Linked DNA regions of Ovis aries: region 1 is linked to region 2. The links are chromatin contacts, called in public Hi-C maps. All regions are on one chromosome and are shown on one strand. The core of a region is the stretch at or near the end of the contact, and the rest is flanking DNA. Distances in the headings are between cores, read along the strand shown. Region 1 holds the start of RGL1 (ral guanine nucleotide dissociation stimulator like 1). Region 2 has its middle 10 kb from the start of TRNAG-CCC.

Region 1 (3,123 bases), core at 261-2,760, 33 kb before region 2:
TGAATTATTGACAAACCTAAGGGAGACGCTTCGGCAAAGAATAAATACAAAACCAGACCGGTATGGCTAGTGCAAACACTTGCTCATTGGCAGTTTCCTTTTTAAGGCCAAAAGAGAAGAAATGGAGGGAAAAAAAAAAAAAAAAAAAAAACCTGCCTCTGCTAAATAATAATGATATTCACAGAGCAAGAGGCCCTGCAAGTCCAAGGCTCACAGTCTCCCCAGCTTTACTCACCCCGAGCCATCTCGCTCCTTTATTGGCAGCCTGTTGAATCTGGACTCTCTTGAGGGTGACATGGTAAACAGCTCCTTCCTCTACCTCTTCACCCCAGTCCTGAATCGAGCTCTGCCAGGAGACAGGACAAAGAAACAGAAAAAGTTGTTTGTTTGTCTGTTTTTTCCCTCTCCGCTAACCAATCTATCCCAGCTGCTTTGCTGCTTACAGCAGCACTCAGGGCATAAGATGGGCTGTTCAAAATAAATATTACAATCAGGGCAACATAAGACACACTGTGATAGAGGGAATACTGAGATTTTCTTGGCCCTCCAGCCCTTTGCTATGCTATCAAGAGCCCAGGACTTTTCCATTTAGTTATTTTTCCTAGGCTCCTTCACTATCTTAAATACCTTTTTAAAGTCTTTTTTTCTTTCTTAAAGAAACTGAAGTTTAGTCCTGGTTCACTTTTCCTCCTTAAATGAGAGGAAAAAGAATTCACTGGCAGAAAAAGTTTGTCTCTTTACAAGTGGCTCCGTTCTTGGAGCAAACTGCATTTTAAACTCTGCCACAAAAAAGTGTTTAAAATGCTAAGAGTGCTCGCTCCTTTGGAACGAAATGCTTCGCATGTCTTTTTTCTCCTCTTATTGTTTGGGAACCCAGAAAGTTAGCGGGAGGGAAAAAGTTTTTATTTCCGTCAAATAACCTGGCAAGTGCAGAAAAAAAGCAACACATCGGCTGCGTGCAGCGACCCCCTGGATTTCCCTAAACTTGAAGTTTGTGTTTAAAGAGCCGCTGGGACTCAGAGGCGCTCCGCGGTTCACCCAGACTCACAGACCTCTTGCCTGAAAAGTTTTTCTTTGCTGACATACATCAGCCCAGATACACCAAAGGCAACTGCTGAGAAAAATAAGTATGGTTTAAAGGGAGAAGACACGCAAAGAGGAAGGCGGAGAAAGCCGAGAGAGAAAGCTCTGAGCTCCAAAGTCTGGGATCGGATGGCTCCGTTCACTCCGAGGGAGTCCAAAACCCGCCCAGAGAAAGCGGGAGAAGATTCCCCACCAGAGCAGCGTCGGGAGAAGGCAAAGAGTTCTCGTTACCATTTTAGCTTGCCAAAGCAATTTCATTCTCAGTTTTCTCTCCGGTGTGTGGACGCGGCATGATGCACCCCGCTCCCAGGCGAACGCGATCCCCGCGCGTCTCCGCCGCGGCGCCTCCAAGCCCCGGCCCCGCGCGGCCGCCGCGCACGGAGCACAGACACGCGCCCGCCGCCGCCGGTGCGCGCGACTCGGCCACAAAGGGAGCGCGGCGAGCGAGGGCGCCGCAGACTCCTCCCCACGCCACCCCGCCGCTCCGTGATGTCAGGCTTTCCTGTTTGTGCTCGGGAGCACACTCTCCCTTTCTGAAATCCCGCGGATAAAGTTAGCACGCCGTGATTTCTCCAGCTCTGAATTCGATCGGCAGCCAGCCACCCTTGCTAGTGGATCAGGTTTTCCTGATTGGCCACCAGGTGCCCCCAAAAGATCCGGGTGTGGTATCGGGGATCTAAGTGTGTTTTTCCTTCCTTCGCTCAAAGAAATAAAGGGGGAAGCGGTGCAAAAAGGGATGGGAGGAGGGGGTCGGATAAACGTCTATTATCTGCTTGTTACCTATGGAATTTAGATTCAATAAGGGCGACCCCAGTGAGAACGGCAGTACTAGAAGCCAGCAAGCTTTTCATAAGGACACACAAAAAAAAAAAAAAAAAAAGAGAGAGAGAGAGAATTGGTCAGAGGGTATTCCAAAACCCACGCCCCAAGGATGCGCTTGTTCTGAACCAGCACACCACCAACAGGAAATGCCTCTGGACGTCTTTCTAGCCCCCCATAGTTTAAGGCTCATCAACTGTAACTGGCCACTGTGGCAGGGAAAGGGGCAAAGCAGGAGAGAGTTCTGCTGAGACTGACAGCGTGGAAATTGGGCCACCGGCGGCCCGGAGGTTCCGTGAGTCTTTGTGAGTCGTCACCATGGGTTGAGTTGTCTGTACTGTAGGGACACCGTGGGATGATAACCTCGGGGAGAGAGCCATTCGGAGGACACTGCCGGAGGGAGTTTTGTCCTAACAGAAAGTAAATCAACAGCGAAATTCCAGATGATAATATAATCAAACATTGGCACATGACAGAATTCCATGCCAATTGCAAAAAAAAAAAAAAAAAAAAAGTTTAGCGCTCATGTCTTTTATACTGTTCTCCCCTAAATGAATTTAATAGCCTTTAAATTTTTTTTAAAAGAAAGGCCTCTCACTAATTGCCATGCCGAGGCATAAGGCTGGGCTTTGGTTAATAATAAATGTATTATGAACTGAAAAGCTAGAGAATTCAGTGTACTGGTGTTCCCAGGAAAGCAAAAATAAATGACAGTGAGGGTGCATCCAGGAAAAATAAAAAGATCTTTGGACACTTCAGAACTTCTTGAAGTCACTCAGCAAAGTTCCCCACAAACCACCACAAACTATTGGACAGAAGGGATGCTCTTTTTATCAAGCTTTGATTATTTCTATTTTTACGAAAGCATGTAAACTTGACCTTTCAATGACCACCAGCATAGCGTGTCCCCAGTGTCCAGCGGAAAATGGTGTGGAAGACCTACCACCTGCCTCTTAAGCCATTCCAGGAGCACCCCTATTCAGTGATCCTGAAGAACACAAGATAAACCTGGGGACAGTTAAACAACCCATCAGATTAATTTCACAACTACTTTAACCTGATTTTTGGCTGTGAATTTGGAGATGACCCCTTAAAATTTTCTAGTTCAGGGATATTAAGAAGTTTCTTCAAACTTGCCCCTCCCAGGAAGCCTTCTTGGACAGGGCAGCTTATAACTCACAAGGGTCCAGTCAAGTTTCAGATCTCATCAGCCTCCTCTCC
Region 2 (3,149 bases), core at 425-2,924:
AAATAAGAAGATACAAGGTAGGAAGATTGGAGCTGAAGAGACTTCCCCGATGGTAGGTCTGTGTTCCGTGATGATAGCAGACTGTTTGGTGAACAGCATCTCAAGGGCAGAGGGAAACTTTGAGGTGACTCTGGTGGGCTTTACTGTCCAAGGATGCAACAACAATTCAGGGAATGGGTGAAAATACCCAGGTTCCAAACAATCAGACTGTTTACACCGTTGGGCCCCTATCAATAGCTTGGAGTATGTGGAGCAGAATTCAGTTATGCAGGGTAAAAAGAGCTAGGACAAACTTAGCAGAGGTTTAGAGCTTCACTCAAACGGAATGGAGTTAACGGCAGGGTGTAGTCTCCATGAGATGTTGTGATACTATGTGGGAAAACTGAGATGGAAACCCAGCCACACACACTGGGAAAAACATTTTGAGGAATAAAAGAAAGTTATGACTCAATGGGCACGTTGTTGTTTTTTCCCATGAGACACTGCCAAGCCAGGCTCTAAGAGAGCAAGACTGGAACCATTTATTACGCTGAAGATGCCGACCTGACCAGAATGAGATGAAGTCTGGGAAGCAAAACCAAATGTAGAATCAGGGTGATTTAAATAATTTTGGTAGACAGTTTCATGAGAAGATAAGAGTGAGATGATGAAGAGAGAGAAGCTTGAATTTGAATCTTACTCCGCCACTTACCAGTTATGTATCTTTGAGCATGTGCCCTAACTTCTAATCTTCAAAATCCTCATGCAAAATATTCCTATGGGACTTCCCTGGTGGTCCAGGGGTGAAGAGTCTGCCTGCCAGTGCAGGGGACACAGGTTCAATCCTTGGTCCAGGAAGATTCTGTATGCCTCAGGGCAACTAAGCCCGTGCTCAGCATCAAGAGAAGCCACCGCAGTGAGAAGCCCGTGCATCACAACTAGAGAGCAGACCCTGCTCACCGCAGCCAGAGAACGCTCAGGCACAGCAAGAAGATCCAGCGCAGCCCAAAACAAAAGAATAGGAAAGAAGCAAGCTTCTATTTAAAAACATCCCTATGGCTGTGACAACTGAATATACCGCGGAATATGAAAGTGCCAAGGGCAGTTCTGACACAGAGTAGGTGCTTAACAAATGATACTTTCTCTCCCTCCCTTATAGACTCCAGTTGAATATTATTCATATTCAGTTTTAATATTCCATTCCTCACTACTGATGATAATGTCTACCCTACTGATCTCAGTAAAAATATCTCAAAGCATGTTTATATATTAATAAGTTGTCAGGCAGGACATGTCTATCCCTTTGCCTCATATTAAAGTTTTCGGGAGAGAGAAAAAGGAAGTCATTCAGAATCACAAAGAAGAAGCCTAGCGCTATCTTTGAACCACATTCTTTAAGGTCAGCAAAGAGCTGGCTCTTCAGAGATGAATAAAATGCACACCCACTGCTTGTCCAAATAGTCATCCAGTTTCTCTCTCTCTCTCTCTCTCTCATTTTTTTAATTCTCTCTCTTCCTGTCCCTCAGATGAGAATGATTTAATCTCCAAAGTATGCGTGATGACACATACTATTTCCTCCTCCAAGAATGTGATGTTACAATGTGAGGCCCCATTCCAGAACTGGATTGAGAGGGAGAGGTCATATGTCCAGTCTCCACACAGGCATTCACCAGTTGAAGTTCACACAGAGAGCATCTCTGTTTCACAGCCACAGAGAATACTGCTTATCTTGGCAGGCTCCTCACAAATGCAAGACACTGAGCACAGATAAGCAGTGCATGATGAATGAGTCAGTGCAATTTCAATCAGTAAAGACCCAAACAAACAAACAAAACCCCGCCACTGACTACGACCCAACAGCCAATGAAATAAATCACCTTTGTACCCAAGATGGCAGTATTTTGGTTGCTGTTAACCTTTATAGAAACAACAGGTTACCATGAAATCATGATCACATGGTCACGTAATTGCTATGAAAATGATTCATCAATCAACCATCAGGTATTTAATTCAACTAGGTACAGCAGTATGTGAGTGCTTTAGGGTTTCTAAGTGAAGTCTAATTAAAACTAATGGACATGGTCTATAGAACAGACAGCCTAGCTTAAAAGAGAGAATCACCATCATGAAAAAAGAATACCCCCAAATAATTCCCAGTTGAGCACTGACTAGCCGAATGTATACAGAGAAGAAGGAGATCAAAGTGGCCAAAAGATGTTTTGAAGTGTTCCAGGCCATCCTTCACATGTCTGACAGAGCAGGATTTCTAGAAAACAAATCTGTGTCACTACCCCTGCCTAAAACCCTTTACTGACTGCCCAAGGCCCACAAGACAATTCCTGAATTTCTGAGTGAAGCGTGTAAGTCTTTTCATTATTTGGTGCTTCTCAGTTTCATCTCTTGCCATTTCTCTTCTGCTGCAGACGCTCCCAACTGCAGGACATTCTATTAATAATACTGCCCTTTACACAATTTTCCCTCTTATGGGAATATTTGCTTGGATTCCTCTTCTAAAATCCCTTCTGTTGGGTTAACTTCTACTTTTCCTTTAAGAATGAACTCAAGCCTTACTTCATCACTGAGTTTTCTTTCCCTGACACCCACACCTCCATGAGCATACTCACGCCCATGCGGGATTAATGCTCCCTGCTGTAGGTTCTGAAAACACCTAGGGACATATTTATTACATACAACACTCATCACACCGCATTGCAATTACTGACTGATTTAATGCTGTTCCCCCACCTATTTCCCATTTTTTAGTATCGACTTTGCATGCGTGCTCAGTCACTCAGTCGTGTCCAACTCTTTGCGACCCATGGACTGTAGACTGCCAGGCTCCTCTGTCCATGGAATTATCCAGGCAAGAATACTGGAGTGGGTTGCCATGCCCCCCTCCAGGGGATCTTCTCAACCCAGGGACTGAACCCAAGTCTCTTGTGTCTCCTGCACTGGCAGCCAAGTTCTTTGCCACTAGTGCCACCTGGGAATCCCTGAAATATGTATAAGGATGATAAACTCCAAATTTAGGATAGTGATTACCTTTGCGGAAGGAGGAAAGCAAATAGAATTGGGTGCCAGGGCCAGGACTAGGGTGAGTAAGCAAGGCACCTAGCATGCAAAATACAAGGATAGATTAACTTCCAAGTTTGTGCAAGTGCAGGACATAA

Evidence for each region. A called contact is a pair of places that touch in the nucleus more often than the background predicts.
Region 1: a Hi-C map of omental adipose tissue shows a contact between it and region 2, with 1.5 times the contacts expected there. The contact joins the promoter of RGL1 here to the enhancer-like site in region 2. A contact is called at or near these places in 2 of 16 Hi-C or Micro-C datasets (omental adipose tissue and skin fibroblasts).

Annotation. Positions count from the first base shown.
Region 1 is chr12:64,267,656-64,270,778 of ARS-UI_Ramb_v3.0, reverse strand. It overlaps RGL1 (ral guanine nucleotide dissociation stimulator like 1), which reads right to left and starts at 1,510. Exons shown (of 19, transcript XM_042229196.1): 1 at 1,315-1,510; 2 at 236-346. The coding sequence starts at 1,341.
Region 2 is chr12:64,234,941-64,238,089 of ARS-UI_Ramb_v3.0, reverse strand. No RefSeq gene overlaps it. Among named protein-coding and RNA genes, the nearest start is that of TRNAG-CCC, 10 kb to the left of the region's middle. Within about 2 kb of position 1,674, at least 10 of the 54 cell types and tissues checked have an H3K27ac peak or open chromatin away from gene starts, as enhancers often do.